Regions from separate parts of the Mus musculus genome. Here regions 2, 3, 4 and 5 are each linked to region 1. A link is a contact called in public promoter capture Hi-C data. All regions are on one chromosome and are shown on one strand. The core of a region is the stretch at or near the end of the contact, and the rest is flanking DNA. Distances in the headings are between cores, read along the strand shown. Region 1 holds the start of Phka1 (phosphorylase kinase alpha 1). Region 2 has its middle 24 kb from the start of Tsx. Region 3 holds the start of Xist (inactive X specific transcripts). Region 4 holds the start of Rtl5 (retrotransposon Gag like 5). Region 5 holds the start of Nap1l2 (nucleosome assembly protein 1-like 2).

Evidence for each region. Promoter capture Hi-C pulls out the DNA fragments that hold promoters and counts their contacts.
Region 2: a contact with region 1 is called in a promoter capture Hi-C map of embryonic stem cells, with 3 times the contacts expected there. The contact joins the enhancer-like site here to the promoter of Phka1 in region 1. A contact is called at or near these places in 4 of 39 promoter capture datasets (the 3T3-L1 cell line, embryonic stem cells, hippocampal neurons and 1 more), 1 of 484 Hi-C or Micro-C datasets (embryonic stem cells) and 1 of 115 datasets of contacts at active chromatin or transcription factors (stem cell-derived neural progenitor cells).
Region 3: a contact with region 1 is called in a promoter capture Hi-C map of embryonic stem cells, with 2.3 times the contacts expected there. The contact joins the promoter of Xist here to the promoter of Phka1 in region 1. A contact is called at or near these places in 2 of 39 promoter capture datasets (embryonic stem cells and liver).
Region 4: a contact with region 1 is called in a promoter capture Hi-C map of pre-B cells, with 5 times the contacts expected there. The contact joins the promoter of Rtl5 here to the promoter of Phka1 in region 1. A contact is called at or near these places in 3 of 39 promoter capture datasets (the C10 cell line, pre-B cells and stem cell-derived epiblast-like cells) and 1 of 115 datasets of contacts at active chromatin or transcription factors (large pre-B cells).
Region 5: a contact with region 1 is called in a promoter capture Hi-C map of the 3T3-L1 cell line, with 2.4 times the contacts expected there. The contact joins the promoter of Nap1l2 here to the promoter of Phka1 in region 1. A contact is called at or near these places in 3 of 39 promoter capture datasets (the 3T3-L1 cell line, cranial neural crest and stem cell-derived epiblast-like cells).

The regions. Positions count from the first base shown.
Region 1 is chrX:102,642,463-102,646,091 of GRCm38.p6, forward strand. It overlaps Phka1 (phosphorylase kinase alpha 1), which reads right to left and starts at 1,784. Exons shown (of 33, transcript NM_008832.2): 1 at 1,385-1,784. The coding sequence starts at 1,462.
Region 2 is chrX:103,436,581-103,440,389 of GRCm38.p6, forward strand. It overlaps Tsix. Among named protein-coding and RNA genes, the nearest start is that of Tsx, 24 kb to the left of the region's middle. Within about 2 kb of position 2,366, at least 8 of the 459 cell types and tissues checked have an H3K27ac peak or open chromatin away from gene starts, as enhancers often do. A contact at or near this core is called in embryonic stem cells, where this site is marked.
Region 3 is chrX:103,481,455-103,484,949 of GRCm38.p6, forward strand. It overlaps Xist (inactive X specific transcripts), which reads right to left and starts at 1,779. Exons shown (of 8, transcript NR_001570.2): 1 at 1-1,779. It also overlaps Tsix.
Region 4 is chrX:102,069,432-102,073,022 of GRCm38.p6, forward strand. Rtl5 (retrotransposon Gag like 5) reads right to left here and starts at 1,876. Exons shown (of 2, transcript NM_001278534.1): 1 at 1-1,876. The coding sequence starts at 1,431. Nhsl2 (NHS-like 2) reads left to right here. Exons shown (of 8, transcript NM_001163610.1): 2 at 1,893-2,048.
Region 5 is chrX:103,184,979-103,188,478 of GRCm38.p6, forward strand. It overlaps Nap1l2 (nucleosome assembly protein 1-like 2), which reads right to left and starts at 1,675. Exons shown (of 1, transcript NM_008671.3): 1 at 1-1,675. The coding sequence starts at 1,332. All of the region lies in intron 5 of 4930519F16Rik (RIKEN cDNA 4930519F16 gene), which reads right to left.

The sequences.
Region 1 (3,629 bases), core at 534-3,033:
TAGAAACTTTAGTCTTTCTCCTACTTCCCCATTCTCAAATTTTCGACCTTTCTTCTCTTTTAACCAGTTGCAGGTAGATACTATCCCCCAGCTTTACTGAGTTATAACTGACAATAAAAGCTGTACATATTTACTGTATACAACATGACGATTTGATACATACATGAATGTACTGTGAAATGACAATCAAGTTAATACATCTATTACCTCACTTTTTGATAGGAGGGATCTCCTCTCTCAGCAAGTTTCAACTATATATATATATATAATAAAGTAGTATGGACTAGTCAGTGTGCTGCTACTGCTGCTAATCAGCATTGCAGAACATATTTATATGAGATGAGAAAGTTTCTTCTATTTCCATGCACTATCTTAAGAATAAGGAAAGAGCTGGCTGAAAGCTTACAAGTCCAAAACACAGGTATTATTAAAATAAAGGCATTATTAGGGGTATTATCAAATGTAGTACTAAGGATGCCACTAAGTGCATTTTAAAAGAAAAATAAATATAAAAGTTAAATTCAACTAGCAACGAAAAGTCTGAAGTAAAGGAGTAGGAAAGAAATCTAGAAATATATACAGCCAGGTGCAGTGCCTTATAGCCTATAATTCTCCAGACTGACGCTCCTTCGAGGCCAGCTACATAGTGAGTTTCAGGCCATCGTGGGCTACAAAGACAGACTTGGTTTCAAAAACCAACAACTCCAAAGAGCACATATAAACCAGGTGCAGTGGCGCATACCTGTTACCCCAGCAATGGGGAGATGAAGCTCGAGGATGGGGAGTTTGAGGTCAGCATGGGCTACAAGGTAAAATCCTCTCAACAAAGGAAGAAATAAAACAACAACGGCTTAGGAAACAAACAAAAAAACCCACTGGCTTGTGGTCTGTTGTCCAAACTGTGAAGGCTATGGCAGGAAAATCCCAAGTTCAAGGCCAGCCTGAGCCACTGTGCAAAACTGTTTAAAAGTATGTACAAAGTGCCTTGACCTTCACAGTAGTCTAAGGTCTCTTAGGATGCTCTATGTTCTCATACATCTTTGGGGAAGTGGAGTGGAAGTAGATGGCCCAAACCTGGGGTGAGGGCAATAAAAAAGTGTTATTTCTTGAAACTCTGTCCCTGGAATCCTGCCATAGTTGGGAGGGTGGGGAGTTGGGGGAAGGGGTGGCATTCTGTCTGAGCTCAGAAACCATCACTCTGGAATCACTGCAGAGGGGTCGAGGGTGGGGGATTGTGATTCTCCATGCCACACTTTGATTTTACTCCAAGTTCAACATGCAACTTTCCTTCGGGATCCTTTAAGGTCTCTCCAGAGACAAATGCGTTCAGGGTTCACCCAGAGTCAGTGTCCGGAGCTCACACTTCACCCTTACCTACACTTACCTGATGGCACAGGATGGTCTGATGCACCAGCCGAGCATAGCCGTCCAGGCGGACTCCCGAGTTACTGCGGCTCCTCATGGTGCCACGTCCCTAATCCCCCACTGCACACACGGGAAGCTCGGACGCCAGGCCTACGGAAACCTTCTAAACGCTCCCTTGCTCGTGTGGCCAATGGTTCCCGCGCGTCACCTGGTTCCGGCGGCCTCAGAGTCCACTTCAGGCCGCGGCTCAGCCTCCCGCGGTCTAGGCTTCGGCCGGCAAAGACCCCGTCTCCACTCAGTCTCCCGTGGTCCCCGGGTGGCGCACCGGCATCCTCCGCTTGACTGAAGGAGACCGGGGCGGCCCTGAGACTGAAGGCCGGCGACAGCAGCGGGTCAGCGCCCCGGGTGCCGCCTCCCTTGGCGAGCGTGCGGGGGCGGGGCGTGGGTCCTGCAGCTGCGCGCTACGCCCACGGGCCAGTAGCCCGCCACCCTCCGCCCAGAATGTGTCGCCCGAGGCGCTGTGCTCTCCCCGCCCCCCCGGGGGAGTTATTTTCGAAACACTACAAGTGACTATTTTAATTTTGCACGGTTGTGCGCACAGGCTGTTGCTCTTACTTCTGAAGGACTAGTTTTAGGAACCCTCAGGAACTCTTCAAAACTGAGAGACTGGGACTGAACGATTCCATTTCCGGATCTTCAGGAGCAAAAAGTCGGATTAAGCGCCACACTCTGAAACCAACCAACCAACCAACCAACCAAATAAACACACAAACAAAAACCCCCAGCTCCCTAAGGAGTTCTTTAGCTCCTCCTTAAAGATGCGCGAATCCGCAGCGGTTAGGGAGCTTTGAGGAAGCAAGTGTCAGGCAGGCTGAGAGCAGAATAGGGAGCCAAGCAGTGGCTGAGGGTGCTCTTGATGGGACAGCTGACAGTGGGAGTTATCTGCTTTGGAAAGCTTCCTCGTAAAGTATAGGTGACTAGGCCCAAAGAACAAACATTCAGCTGAAATTAAAGTGACTGAGGAGGGCTGGGGAAGAAGGCTGCCGAGGATACAGTGAGGAGCTTGAGGAATCTGCCTCTGGCAGGCGGTCCCCAAAGGGCTTATGCTTCCGAGCTCTACTGTCCCAACCCCTAACCTTTACTCATAGCCCTCCCAAACTTCTTCTGGGCTCAGCAGGAGTACCACCTGCTTTCTGATTTGCCGGGTAAGAGAATAAGACTGTCTCTTGACCTTTCAAGTTCTAAATCTAAGCCTTCCTTGGCCACCTCACTCTGCCCACAGTGATTTTGCATTTTCGTTCTATTTTTTTTTTCCTCTCCTAAGTTTCTTCTCTTCTTACAAGCTGCCTCTGCGCCACTGCCACCTTTGTCTCTGCTGCAGCTTCTTCCTCAGGCAGTATAGCGTATAGTCAGGCACCTTGGAAGGTGACTAGTGAATATCTGATAATGGTGATGAAAGGTGAGTGCTCAAGTGCTCAGGTTGAACAGCCAGTCAATGATGCAGTTCAACACAGTGGCACGGACTTCTCCAGCAAATAGTTTCCCATTGCAGTCACAACCTACGCAAATGCGATGGCTGGCCAGTACAGCACTTCATGTCCTTAGTACACTGGGAAAGGGAGTTCGGTTTGGAGAGAACACCCTCCTGCCTATGCCCCTAACTCCCTGATATCTTGCCCTCACTCAGACTATAGGCTCAGAAACCTTTTTCTCTACCCTGGTCCCCTTCAAGTGTCTGTCGTCTAGTTTTTCTTCACCTTGATATTTAAGCACATTTTCAAACATTAAAGTAGTATATGATCATTAAAGAAAAATTGCAAAATACAAAAAGGTGAAATAAAATATTGAAATCATAATTCCCCACACCACTATCTTCTTTCTACTCTTTATATTCCTTATGCATAGACCTCCCTTCACCTCATGATAGCATGACTGGATTAGGAATGGCAGAGGTGTGGCATCACTAAGAATGATAGCTAGCTGGCTATCAGCAGACCCTGTTGGCTGGCATTGCCCTGGTGCTTTTATCCTTGGTCCAATTTAGACTTTCAGTCTTGTAGTCTTAGAAACTTGATCTGCTCAGTGTCCCAGAACCAGTAAGACCCAGGAGGCTGACTCATGCTGACTACCTCACAAGAGCTTGGTGCATGAAAACCAGGATGCTGTTTGATATTGAGAAACAAAACTGTAACAGCTTATGTTAACCCGAACACTACATTTTCTCCCTTTAATAAGTTGGAATTTTTATTATATACCTTATATAA
Region 2 (3,809 bases), core at 1,116-3,615, 790 kb after region 1:
TGTGGTACAGTCCCAGCCCTGGATTCCTTTTCTTCCCCAACTGTTCTGCACAGGACCATCAATTCTATTAGGATTGGAATCTAAGAGAGCAAACATTCTTGGTTCCTTCATCTTATTAAAGGGAAAGCACTCAATTTTTCACCATTGACCATGTTAGCTGTGGGCTTTTTCAATGTGGCCCTTATGTACTCAGACAATTTCCTCCTATTCCTGGTTTACCGAGAGTTTTTAATCATGAGTACACTGAGTTTTTCCAAGTGTTTTTTTTTTAATTTATTTATTTGTTATATGTAAGTACACTGTAGCTGTCTTCAGATGCACCAGAAGAAGGCATCAGATCTCATTATGGATGGTTGTGAGCCACCATGTGGTTGCTGGGATTTGAACTCACGACCTTCAGAAGAGCAGTTGGTGCTCTTAACCGCTGAGCCATCTCCCCAGCCCCGTGGGTTTTTTTGTTTGTTTGTTTGTTTGTTTGTTTGTTTTTGTTTTAATGCTATCAAGATGATCGTCATTGTATTGTGGTGATATCGTGTTCATTGATTTTTGTATGTTGAATCATTCTTGCATTCCATGAGTAAATCCCACCTGGATATTTTAATTCCATCAAACTCGGGTTATGGATATTGTAATGATGATGATCATCAGGGATGTGGGCTATAAATTTTTAACTTTCTTTTGTGTCTCTTTCTGGCTTTGATATCAGGATCACTCTGGCATCATGAATTGAGTTAGATAGCATCCCTTCTGCTTCGGCTCTTGAGAGATTTTAAGCATTGACTGATTGTAAGGTCTCCTTTTGCAAACGTGATTTGAGTTTGTTATTGGTGTAGCTTAGTTTCATCAGCTTCTTAAAAAAAATTTTTTTTCAAGAAAAACAGCATTTTAAAATTTTGTATTTACGCTCGAGCCTTTGTCATTTCTGTTTTCTGCCAAGGTTTTCCTGCAGGTGGTGGTGACTCAGAGATTCCTTCCTTAGGAATGCGCATCTGTAACTCCCCCCACCCCCCAATACACACACCTTTGTGCGGCTTTAGCTTCATTCATTCCATTAGGTTTTAGGTATTATCTTGTATCTTTATCCCATTTCCAGTTGTCTCCTGATACATTCTGCTTGTCTGGCATTGTTTGTCTCTTTATTGGTAGAGGGAGATTCTCCCCACGCATTCCAGGCAGCCTTTGAGCTTCTGATCCTCCTCAGCCTTCCAGATTTGGGGGATTGCAGAGATGCACCGCCAATGACAAGCAAAATCCCTAACTAAATCCCTTCCCCTCACACCCCATTTGTTCTTCTGGAGTGTGCTCTGAAGTGTTAGCTTCCAAATCTTTATGAATGCTCACTTCTTAATGCTATTGATTTTGAGCATCGGTTGTGTTGATGGTGTTGGTCTCCTATTCATGCATGTTGTCTCCGATCAATGACTTCTCTGCCCGTGAAACGAGACTATTCAAGTCCGATTGCATTAAAGGTAGGCTTATTGGGGAACTGCTCTCGGGGAGTTCACTGGCTTCAAGGATTGAGGAGTTGCCATGGGGAGAGGGGAGAGGAGAAAAGGGAAGAAGGGGTGCGCTCGTGCAGAGAGGAGAAGGGTGGGGCGCAAAATGTCTAGATAACATTGGAAAGAACGTCTTGTGGAAGGGCAGCTAAGCCCCTGAACTGGAAAGTTCAAGGTTGGGAACAAGGTATATCAGGCAGGGACTGAACGCTGCTAGTAGAACCTGGAAGCCAGGTCTGCATTGATATGTAAAATAAGCACTTCTGTCCCTTGTCCGGGGGTCAAAACCAGTCTACCGTTTTGTTTTGTTTTAGCACTTTTACCATGTTAATCATAATTAGATGTACCATCTAATCCTTGCAGATGTCTACCACGCCTGAATTTGGTTCTGATCTGTATTTTCTAGCTGAGATTTTTTTGTTTTAGTAAGCTTTACATACAGTGTTTGATGTGGTTGAAAATGAGGGCTATACCATGTGTCCACTGTTTGATACAGCCAGAGGGATCCCAGGTTGGAGAATGTTCCAAGTGTCTTTATTTTTCCTAATTTGTTGCTTTGGTTGCTCTAGAGACTTCTTGAATTAGTTCTGAGTTGTATGACACGTTATTGTATTTCTCTGATATTACAGGAGGCCTTGATGGTGGCAGGGTGTTCATTAGCTGTATCTATGCCACTCAACTGTGGTCATCACAGCGATTCTTCTTGGGTCTTGTACAGTTTTCCTTCCCGTCGGTTAAGCAGAAGCGTGGTGGGCTAGAATTGGGCTTTTTTTTCCCTCCCTTCAGGTCGGTTTGAGTCTTATGAAAGCTAAGGTGGGGCAATGTTCGAGCTCAGGAGTTGCATGTCAGCCTGGGGATTAAGGGACTCAGTTACTTGAATTTCTAATGAGTCACGTTTGTCTGAGGCTGAAGCTAGGAGAGCAGACTGCTATGGGGGTGTTTCAGAATGCTTCCTTTTCTCTTTCTGTTCCAATCCCTATGGAGATCATTTTCACTAAAAAACATGCTCTAGGGCTCCTATGAAGAAAAGTCACAAAAGTGTATTGCTCGCTGGATATAGCCTGGATTATCTTATTATTAAATTTATTCAAACAAACCTTCCAAGAAAGCGTCAGTTTGTTTTCCTGTGTTCACACTGTCTGTGGACAGGAGCTGTTTTCTCACTCATCAGCAAGTCGCTGCTCTCTCTAAGAGACTTTGTAATTTGGGGAATGTTATTTCCCTGATAGAGTCGAAGAAATTGTTCATTTTATTCAATTTTTTTTGTGATGCTAAAAATGATGGCTTTGGCCTGGTGTGGTGGTTTTTTTAATGGTGTTTTTGTTTTTTAATAACACACTGGGTCCCGTTTGTGCCAACCAACCATATATGCATGGAGATGGGGTCATCCATTGCAGGTTGATGGATCTATCAGAGGGCCACACCATTAACTCCCAATGGCTCCTCAGCGGTAGATCGAGTACCTCCCCTAGTATTGGAATCACAGCTGCTGTGAGCTCCTGAGCACCGGTCCTGTCACTGCTGCTTAACCCCCAGCCCAGATGGCCCCTGTCTTAAGTGATTTTCTCTGAGGTTTGCATGTAACTGTGTGATATAGATGCTCCATTTAGAACTGAGCACCCTTCACACTCTACAGATACTATTCTCTCCATTTTGACCACATCAAAGCCCTGGTCACTACACAAAGAAGTGTCTCTGGGGAGGTCTGAGAGCTACCCTAATCCATGGGTCTAGAAGTATTCATTTAAAAGATCATTTATTTGTTCGTTTCTTTATTTACTTAATGTATATGTGTTCTCTGTCTTCATGGACAATGAAAGAGGAAATTAGATCCCATTGTAGATGGTTGTGGGCCACCATGTGCTTTGAGCCACCATGTGGTTGCTAGGAATTGCATTCAGGTGCTCTGGAAGAGCAAGCAGCCAGTGCTCTCAACCACTGAGCCAGCCTCTCCCGTTGGAGGTCTGTATTTAGAGAGGAGTTAGACGATGTGTCTGATAAGCAAAATAATAATGGATGGTCCACCACTATCACCCCAAGGGTCTTTGAGTGTCCAAGTTGTGGGTTCTTGGTCAGATTTACAGCACCCATTTTTTTTAACTGTCTTTTTAATGTTTCTTTTATGTCAGTATTTACAAGTATAAATTTCCTATTACAACTATTACTCCATGCTACAACTTCTGGTCTGCTGCTACTTTGAGATGCTTTTATCCATCTTCATATTTTATAATTTCCCTTCTTTCATTCTTTGGATGTTTAGGCAAATTGTATTTCGATGCATTTGTGAATTTTCCCTATATCTTTTTGCTTTTA
Region 3 (3,495 bases), core at 529-3,028, 840 kb after region 1:
TTATGGGACAGTGACTCATCACAGTCTAATTCCATCCTGGCCACCAAGCAATAATGCACATTTCTAACTGGAAGTCAAGCAAACACCAACACTTTCACACTTGTGCCCATTTCTGACGAGTTACGTCAAGTGGCAACCAACACTTCCACTTAGCCTTGCCTCAGCTTCGAGTGGCACAAGGTAGGACCAACCACACCCTACCATAATGCACCAAGTGTACCCTCGGGCAAAGCCCGCCAAGTAGCTAAAGCCCGCCAAAAAAAAAATCACTGAAAGAAACCACTAGAGGGCAGGTCACATGACTTCCGCCATCTTAGACACATTCAAGAGCATGTGCCACCTCTCCAGGCTAACTCAGACATGAAGCTGACATGTGACACACAAAGCCCTTTGCGTTATACCGCACCAAGAACTTGAGCCGCCATCTTTTCCTGTACGACCTAAATGTCCTATAATCCATTGCTACACACCAGAACAAAGATTGGGCTGTCGAGCCTCGGGTGGAGCCCCCGAGCCGCCATTTTATAGACTTCTGAGCAGCCCTTAAAGCCACGGGGGACCGCGCCAGGGGTCCATATGCACACACACCCTGCCCAATCCCCACACCCACGCTGAGCCCTATCCCCTAGTCCTCTGCGGCTTCCGCGCAACACCGCACACTAATACGAGCACTCCTTGGCTTTCTACTTCCGGCTAGCACAACCCCGCAAATGCTACCACAAATCAAGGCGAATCCCGCAACCCCGCACATATAAAGAAAGCCTTTAGCTAGCGCAGCGCAATTGGTTGCTTTTATCCAGTCCGCTGTGCTCCTCGGTGTCCTAATTCTTGGCGTAACTGGCTCGAGAATAGCCGTATCACGCAGAAGCCATAATGGCGGACGCGGGCTCTCCACGCCCTGAACACCCACTCAGTTTAAGAGCAAAGTCGTTTTTCTAAGCCATAGGTTCACTCACACAGCACCAAACGATCAGCAGCAACAGTACACGCAAATAAGAGGCATAGATATTCCAGGTAGTGCAATAACTCACAAAACCATATTTCCATCCACCAAGCGCCCCGTTGGGCCGTGAAAAAAAAAATTTAAAGCAGGTATCCACAGCCCCGATGGGCAAAAGAAAAAGAAAAAAAAATAATAACAGCAGGTATCCGAGGCCCCGTTGGGCATGGGAAAAAAAGACTAAACGCAGGTATCCGAGGTCCCGATGGACCGAGAAAGGTTTTTTTGTTTTTTTTTTTTTTTTTACAAAAAGCAGGTATCCATGGCCCCGATGGGCTAAGGAGAAGAAAAAAAGAATAAAAGCAGGTATCCACAGCCCAGATGGGCAAGTTTAGAAAAAAAAATAATAAGAAAAAAAAAGAATGAAAAGGCAGGTAAGTATCCAAAACCCCGTTGGGCATGGAATGGCGGGGAGGACACACAGGTATCCGTGGCCCCGATGGGCAAGAATATATAAACAATGAAAGAAAGGTAAGTCCACCATACACACACAAGTATCAACCAAAAGGCACAACAAAGAAATATTCCTTAAAAATGAAAAATTGACTGAAAATATTACAAATATCAAAAAGTATGGAGGACATGTCAAAAAAAAAATCTTACCAGAACATATCAAAACGTCAAAAATCTCGTGGAATTTTGATATGTTTTCTTAAATAAGCCATAAGGCTTGGTGGTAGGGGAACTAAAAATGTTCCCCCAAAGCTCCTTAGATGGAGAGAAACCACGGAAGAACCGCACATCCACGGGAAACGAGCAAACATGGCTGGAGCAAGCCGTTGCACGCCTTTAACTGATCCGCGGCGCTGAAGGCGGAGAGACCAGAAGAGGAGTGGCCACAAAGATTGCAATTCTGACATCTTATTGGACCTTTAGGTCTAACTATATTATAAAAAAATTAAAATGAATAAAGATGGAGGTACGTAAGCTCAGTGACATGACGCGTGAATTTCATTATTTTGCGCGATAATGAAGGATTATCCTATTTTACAGCTAAAAACGTTTATGTAGAACTTCCACATAAACATTAAATAATGTACATTAGGTCACACACCTGTCTATGCAAAATTTCAATATATCTTCTACTTGGACAAACCATGTATCGCTCCGCGTCTTGGACACTAGAAGTTCTTCTGCATTAGTTGGCGACCTCAGATGAGGAGAGGAAAGGGTAGAAATGCCTCACAAAATGGCTCCTTGGTTCCTAAATTATCAGAGTATTAGTTGTGACCGATTTGGTGGGCTTACGCTCATAGTTTTGGGTCATTGGCATCTTAGTCTTTCTCTGGGAACCTGGTGACTCCATACCTTGGGACAAAAACGCACTGAAGTACGTTACTCGCTAGCAGTAATGAAAAATAATTCCTAAATGCCAAAGCAAAGCCTGAGGGAATAATAGCTCATTGGTATCTTACTCGCCCCAGAGACACTGCTAACTTAAAAGAACTGTCAAATTTTGTTAACTGTCAAACTATGAATATCCACATGAAAGAGATCAGACACCCTGGGTATTAGAAAATCAAAGGATATTGTTGTCTCGTTGATTCACGCTGACAAATAATTCACAGTCTGTTCTAAGTTCCCTTTAGGCGTCCCATGAATAATAAAGGACACAAAATTGGTTTGCTTATGGACGATCAAAGTGCCAGCAATTCACTAATCTTACTATTGAGGTGGTTCAGGTAGGGATGGAAAAATATCTGCTACAAAATAAACTGTTTCAACAAAAGAAAAACAAATTAACAAGTAAATAAATGATGCACACAGACTGAATAAACCAGCAGGTGGCAGCATGAATCTTTCCAAGGCATCTGAAGCCAAACTTGGAGTGCAAAAGGATTCCTATCTGAATTGAGAAGTAAAGGTTACTTTGTCTAACTTTAGTTGACAGAGCGATCAGGATCAGAGTAACAAGCACACCAAAAGCATCACCAGTGAGAAGTCACATAGGACATATTAGGGAAAAAAGACCCAAGGAAGGGCTCTTCACAGCTAAGAGCACCTGGCTCCACGATGGATATGGCTTTGTATAAACGAGAACTTCTAAATGAGCTGTACAAAGAGAATTTAGAACTTGCGAGGTACTGGTCACAGATTATGCAAGCCAGTGTATCATTTTTGTGGGGATGCTAGAGAGAATCATCAAATTAAAGAGTTAAATTTAGTCTCTGTGTTTTACTTAGTCCCAATTCTTGCAAACCTCATCATTCTTTCTCACACCGTGTACATCAAGGTATGTCAGGTTTCGGGGACACTTTTTAGTCTTATCACAAGAAAGCATGAAGGGATATGTGCTAAAACTCAGTTCCTGGGCTGGAGAGATAGCTCAGTGGTTAGGAGTGCTGACTGCTCTTCCAGAGGGCCTGAGTTCAATTCTCAACAACTTCGTAGTGGCTCACAGTCATCTGTAGTGGGATCCGATATCTAACCTCTTCTGATGTATCTGAACAGTGACCGACAGTGTACTCACATTAAATAAATATTTTTCTAAAAAA
Region 4 (3,591 bases), core at 626-3,125, 570 kb before region 1:
GTGCTCGTGCACATACACATGCTCGTGCTCTATCTCCTCCCTCTCTTGCTCCTGCTCTGGCTCCAGGACCCTAACGATAACTTCATCTTCTTCTTCATACTTATTCTCATCGCTATCCTCATTCTTCATCTCCTCCTCCTTGTCTTCCTCCTCCTCTTCCTCCTCCTCTTCCTCCTCGTCGTCGTCGTCTTCATCCTCCTCCTCAAATTCATAATCCTCATCCTCGTCCTCATCCTCCTCATCCTCCATCTCGTCTTCCTCTTTCCTCATCTCCTCCTCTTCCTCCCTCATCTCTTGTGGGAAAGCTGTCATGTGCTGCCTCTGATCCTTCAGATAAAGCCTGTACCCGCCTGCCTCTTCACCCTCACCCTCATTTTCACTGTAGAACTCCACACCTTCATTTTCATCCTCATTAGGAATTAGTGCAAAGGGGCAGCAGCTATTTTGAACTCCAGTGAGCGAGGCTGTCTTGGGGACACGCACTTTCCTTTCTATCTTGACACACTCAAGAATCAGCTCATCCAGGTCGGCCACTTCAGTTGACCATAAGAGTTCCTTTCGAAAAATTTCTGACAAGCCTTTGAGAAATTGGTTTTGGAGGCGACAGTCATCCCAAGACAAGAACTGGGCCAAGAACTGAAAAGCATCTGCATAGCTGCCCAGGGTACAGTTTCCCTGCTTGAGCTTGCGTATGGCCTTTTTAGCCACGCGTGAGGGGATGGGGCCACAGAATTCCTTACGGATTTCATCCAGGAAGCGCGGGAAGTTGGCATGCAAGGAGCTTCCTTCCTGAGTGACTGAGATAGCCCAGTCTCTCGCTTCCCCTGTGAAAAAGGAGATGAGAAATGCCACCCGTTCCGCGCCCCCAGGGAAGTGATCCTCGTGATCTGCTATGAAAGTCTCTAGCTGCATCAGAAATTCAGCCAGGTACACTGGGTCGCCTGAAAAGGGTTCTATGTCTGGCCGCTCCAGCGGTGGCAAAAGGAACTCAAAGGTTGGCTCCTTTAACATGGGGGAGTGCAGTTCCGGCTGGGACGGGCTGGGTGACAGAGGAGGGTCACTGGACCCGTCGGGGTTGGTATAGTCCTGGACCACATTAATCAAAAGATCATCTGAGACGTACTCGGGATCTGTGCGTGGAGGAGGCCAGCACAGGAAAGGCACCTCCTCCTCCTCCTCTTCCTCCTCCTCAGGAGTGGGATCAGTCTCATTGAGCAGGAACTCAAAGTTCTCCTCGGCAAGGACCGGTACTATGGGCATGGGCCAGCGGATGTAGCTCGAGACATTGCCCCGCAAGGAATTAACCTCGGCCAAGGCTCTTCCGAGCTGCAGGCCCAGCTGGACATTCTCTCCTCGAAGGGCATTTAACTCCTCTCGCAGGGCCACATTCGCCAAGCGGAGGCTATTGAGATTTCCCGCCGCTTCAGACATTGTGACAAGTTCCTGGGGCTTTGAGTGCTGGGCACTTGGGGGTAGGGAGTTATGGGGAGTGCAGGAGGAGGCAGAAATGAGGAGGTGGGCGTGGGAGGAGACCAACGTGCGGCGACAGGGCGACCCGGCGCAAGCGAGCCCGGGCCACACCCACAGGGGCTCGGTCCGGGACGCGTTACCTCGTGGCAGGGGTCGGAGAGAGAGCAGGCAGCAGCTCGGGACCTGGAGGCGGCAGGCGCAGGAGACAGACGAGACGCTGGCAGAGGTGACGCCAACAGAGGCAGGCAGAGTAGGAGGGAAGGGACTGCGGCAGGATCTGTCGAGGAAAAATCTTGCAGACAGCGATCCCTCTCGCCTTTTAAGCTCAGCTACGCGCGCCCCCCGCAGGGGCGGGCCTTCGGGAACCGAGGGAGCCCACTGGCTCCCGCGGCTGCGCTCTCACTCACTCTCTCCTTCCCTAGCTGCAGCTAACTCGGGTCGGGAAAATGCGACAGCGACTGCCCACTCGAGGTCGTCATGGCGACAGCCAGTGAACGTGTTCCTCTCCTCGGGCAGGCCCCCGAGTGTAGAGGAACTGCTTCGCGAGGCGCAGCTCAATCTCCAGAGCCTGTTGCAAGGTACTGCGAGGGTGGGGGGCTGCCTTAGAGGCAGCTGCGCAGCAGGAGGGAGGCAAAGAAGAAATGGGGAGCAGCAAAAGAAAAGAAAACAGTTCCAAACCATCTCTCTTTTCACCTTCCAGACTGATGATGCTAACATTCTGTTTCCAGTGCTGTTGCTCCCTTCCTCCCTCCCTTTTTGGTTCAGTAGTCCATAAAGGGAGAAAGGATACAGGCTGAGACAGGGTAGTGGTCAAGCAATTCACGGAGAAGGAAATGGGAGACTCCCTCAATGGGGACCCACATTCCTTCCAGCCCTCCTGTTATATAGCCCATGCCTTGGGATGCTGGCACCAGAAAACAAAGGGGTTTCTCCTTACCTGGACTTCACACACTCTGCTCTTGTAATAACCTCCCAACCACAATGAGCTCCTCCATATATCTCTCCAAGCTGAGGATGTAGCTTAGTGGTAGCATGTGCAAGGCCCAAGCTTCTATGTCCAGCACCACAAAAAAAAAAAAAAAGCCATCTCTTGTACCTTTGAGTTTCTCTTACTACTTGAGTTTTTCAGAGACACTGGACACAGGGCTGAATTCCCCCAGGAGGTGCCCAATGGATACGAAATGTACAAAATATCTTGTCAGTTCTTATATCTCCGTGCCAGCATATATTAATCCCAGTGCAGAACAGAAAACATCTGATGGGCCTCCCAAGGGGGATACAGTGGAAACCCCCAGCTCCCCGAAAAGGGCAGTAGTGACCTTAGAGAAGCAAGATGCTAAGAGATAATCATGAGCCCTGTGTCCAACAAGGAAGAGCTACCATGCAAGAGGGGGAGGGGAGTGAATGTGCTAGTTTAGCAAAGGTAGAATTAGGACCAGGAAGCAGAAACTCAGAGAGAGGCAGACCTCCACCTCCAGACAAAGAAAAACTTTTCCAACATGCCCAGGGGCCACAGTTCAAAGGGAAGAGTGCTCTTTGGGTATCTGCCCTGAGACTTAAGAGCACCTGGAAGGGCTTCTGAAGAGGGAATCGGAGCAGAGAGCGCAGACATTGCTGCAGAGAATCAGCCCTGAGAGCAGCCTCAGCACCAGATTCAGAGCACACAGAGCCTGGAATGTCCATTCTGACCTCTCACTTTCTGCATGTCATCTAAGCCATGGCTTTGGTCAGGCCCGTTCACATCTTACACATACTTCCGTCATCATGTGTCCATGAACTTGGCTGTCTTCTATGCCACCACCTTCGGTTTCCTGACTTTTAGCCTCCCTAGACCTGACCCCACCCACAGTGGAACCAGACCTAGAAAACATCAATCGTGAGTTCTTGCGGCCAGGTATGGCGGCACAAGCCTGTATGTAACTCCAGCACTCAAGAGACTGAGGCAGGAGGATCTTGAGTTCTGAAGCCAGCCTGGGCTACATGTAAAACTTTGTCTCAAAGAAAAACAAAGCAAACATAAGTTCTTGCAATCCAAGGCAGGGTTCCAGACTGGACTTCTCAGTGTGGTTCTCTTCCGGCTTCATGCACATTGCTCCTGAGCAGTGCTGGAGAACAGCTGAA
Region 5 (3,500 bases), core at 425-2,924, 540 kb after region 1:
AACCTCTTCAATTGCAGCCATCCAATCATCATAAATAATTTTGTCATATATTTCGTCATTAACTTCCCTAACTACACCCTCCTGCTGAGATTCAAGTGCATCTCCTGAGAAAAATAACACTGATCTTGGAATTATGTAAGTACGCAGATTATGACCAAGTAAAAAATCATCATTTTCATCCCCTCCATTTAAGCTGATCCCATGAGGAGAGAAGAAATTGAAGAAAGAGTCCTTGGGAAAATCTTCAGTCACAGTTCGGACAGTTCCCCAGACGCGATGTCTCTGCTTCTTCTTGATGGTTCTCAAAGTGACATTCTTCCCTTCGTTCCAATCTATGTCGCAGCCAGTGGCGTACTCAATGGCAGTTCCCCTATAAGGGTGGGGATCGTAGCATGCAAGCTTTGACTTCAGCACATAAGTCTTTGTCAACAGCTCATTTTTAAAATATTCATTGGGCTTGAAGTGAAATTCGAGTGTGAAGCTGAGAGGCTCCCCGGGATCCGAAAGCTTCACTTTAATATCTGTCAGCAGCTTCAGAATAGGCTCATCATATTTCTTAATCATAGGAGTGAGTGCTTCAACATTTTTTAAAACAGTCAACCAAAAATCCGGAATCCCCTTAGGATCCTCTTCGTTAACCTCTTCTCCTCCGGTGGCCCCAGCGCTGTCATCTTCCTCCTCCTCTTCTTCCTCGTCATCATAATCATAATAACAGTCCTCATAACCATCATCTTCATCCACGTATTCATGCACCATACCGTCTTCGTTGCCGTTAGTCTCTTCCTCCTCATCCATCTCCTCCTCAAAATAGTCCTCACAGTCCGATTTATACTCACATTCCTCTTCTGTGGGCTCATAGACTGCATTGATGATCTGTCGTCTTTTTTCTAGTAAGGGTTGGTACATTTCAGCAAACTTCCTTTCAATGTCATGAAATTCCCTCAGGAATTTGGATTCCAAATGGGCAGCTCTTGTTTGAAGCTTTTTAAGAGCTAGCACTCGGCACTTAACTTTCACTGGGAGACTTTCAACGAAATCGGTATCTAAAAGATAACCGATAAGTCCTTTTGGACGGTCTGAGTCTGAGTCCTCATCAGTGCCTCCGCACTTCCCAGCATCTTCCCCAGACCCTGCAGCAGCTTCTTCACCTTTTCCCTCTTCCCCTACTCCAGCAGCCACGGTTTCTTCACCATGTTGCCCGCCATCTCCAGGCTCAATGGAGACACCTTCACTGCGGTCCTGACTTTCCCCGGGCCCCTCCGCCATTACCTGGCTGCCAAGCTCTTCTTGGTTGGATTCAGACAGTTCTTTATGGTCGACTGATTCAGCCATTGTTTTCAAACGATCGCCTGCACTTATGGTGGCTAAGCCCGCAGATCAGGAGACCTGACCTCCGCAGGAAGACTCACCAATACAGCAGATGCGCGATGATCTGGCAGAGATGAACCAAGAGGCGGCGGCGGCTGCACTGATGGCAGGCAGCAAGCAGTGGGGATAAAAGACGGTGCTGAAGCTGGGATAGCAGAATTGAAACCGGCTGTCTGGGCGGAGACTCTAGGCCCTGAAGGAACAGGCTAGAGACTGCAGAGAGCCGCAGTGGGCAGACCTCCGCAAGCAGCTGCTCCAGCCACTCGGGGGCGGAGGGATGGAGGAACTGGTGCCGCAGTATGATTACGCAGTTGTCTCTCAGCTCTTTTTTTTTAAGTGTATGCAGGTTGCTGCGTCACCCCTTCCCTCCCAGGACTCTTCTCTAATCTCATTTGCCAGGCTGCAGTGATTGACAAATCCTGAGCCAGTAAATTAGTAGATGAATCAAAATTTCAACACCTCTTGCCTTCCCAGATTCTCTAATATGGCTGATTCCTCCACCTATGGCTCATCTTCCACCCTATAGCCTGTGGAATTTTGCAGAAATGCAGTATCATTCATTCCGTTTTCAACTGATACTATATGTTCATAATTTCAAAAGAGCTATATGGAAACAGTGACAAGGAATGAAAAAAATGGGCAAGGTACTGGATTGTCTTTAGTCTATCCCTTTGGTTATAACCTGAGGCTCTGGGAAAGAGAGGAGGGTAGTGGAGGAGCCCACAAAGAGATCCTTTGAGGTTTAAAATTACCAAAAATAAGCATAGGTGGCCTTTGGATGATGTAACTGACAGTGGTTTAAATATTCTGTACCCTGGTTTCTGTAATTTTCACAACCTGTGTGATTTTAAATGGGAAAATTCTCATAATATTTCCTGATGAGGAAGAGATGACGGATGACTAAAGTGTGGGGGGAGGGGTGTTGAAGCCTTTTGTAAAAGAGCCAGCTATATGACTAGTGAGCGTATAGGATAATACCCCAGTCCTAAACTGTCTTTCCACTTTCCCTTATGTGATGTTGTTTTAGCCTGTAATCACAGCACTGAGATGGAAAATCAGAAGTTCAGGAGTAGCCTCCACATATAGCAGTTCTGGGTTAGCTTGGACTACATGAAATTTTGTCTTAAAAACCCAAAAACAAAACAAACAAAAGGAAAGCCATTAGGAATTTTACAAAGAAAAACCAAATATAAAGTACTATTTTGTTTTTTAAAATCACAGAATTTGCTTGACATTTTGAAGTTTATTGGAAATAATAAAAATATTAGCACTAAAGAGAGAGTTAAATATATGATAGAAGATTCATGCAATAGAAGACTATGCAGTAAATTAAAATTTCCTCTAGGAAAGGGGCAGTAAGATATCTTGGTGGGTGAAGGTGCTTGTTGTATAAACCTGGAAAATGCTAAAGCCATGCAAATGTTGAAGGAGAGAACTGACTCTGTCCAGTTGCACCCTGGCTGCCACACATGTTCCTTAGAACTCACCTTGATGACACCCATCCAATAATAAAGAAATTTTTCAAAATTTGTTTTTAAAGATGACCAGTATCATTAGTTATGTAAATATAAGTCAAAATCATAACTAGATACTATTTCATACCGATTGAGATAGCTTAAAATACAGAAAATAGCAAGCAGTGGTGAAAGTAAGGACAATGAAAATCAGTATAGCAATATCTCAACGCATTAAACATGATTATCATGTGTTCAAGCAATCCCACTTCTGGATATAGATACATACATACATACATACATACATACATACATACATGATAGATAGATAGATAGATAGATAGATAGATAGATAGATAGATACATAGAGACATAGAGACATAGATAGATACATAGATTAGATAGATAGTGATAGAGATATAAACTTGAAAGCAGTCTCAGATTTTGCATACCCATGTTCAGAGGAGAACATATACATTAGCAGAAAGTTAGAAACAATTGGAGAGATGGCTTAGCAGGTAAGAGCACTTCCTGCTCTTCTAGGGGAACCAGGTTTGCTTCTCAATTTCCACGTGGTGGATCACAACTGCCTATAACTACAGTTCCAGGTCATCAGACTTTTTCTTCTGACCTCTGCATACACCAGACACATATGTGTTACATGCAAATAGGCAACAA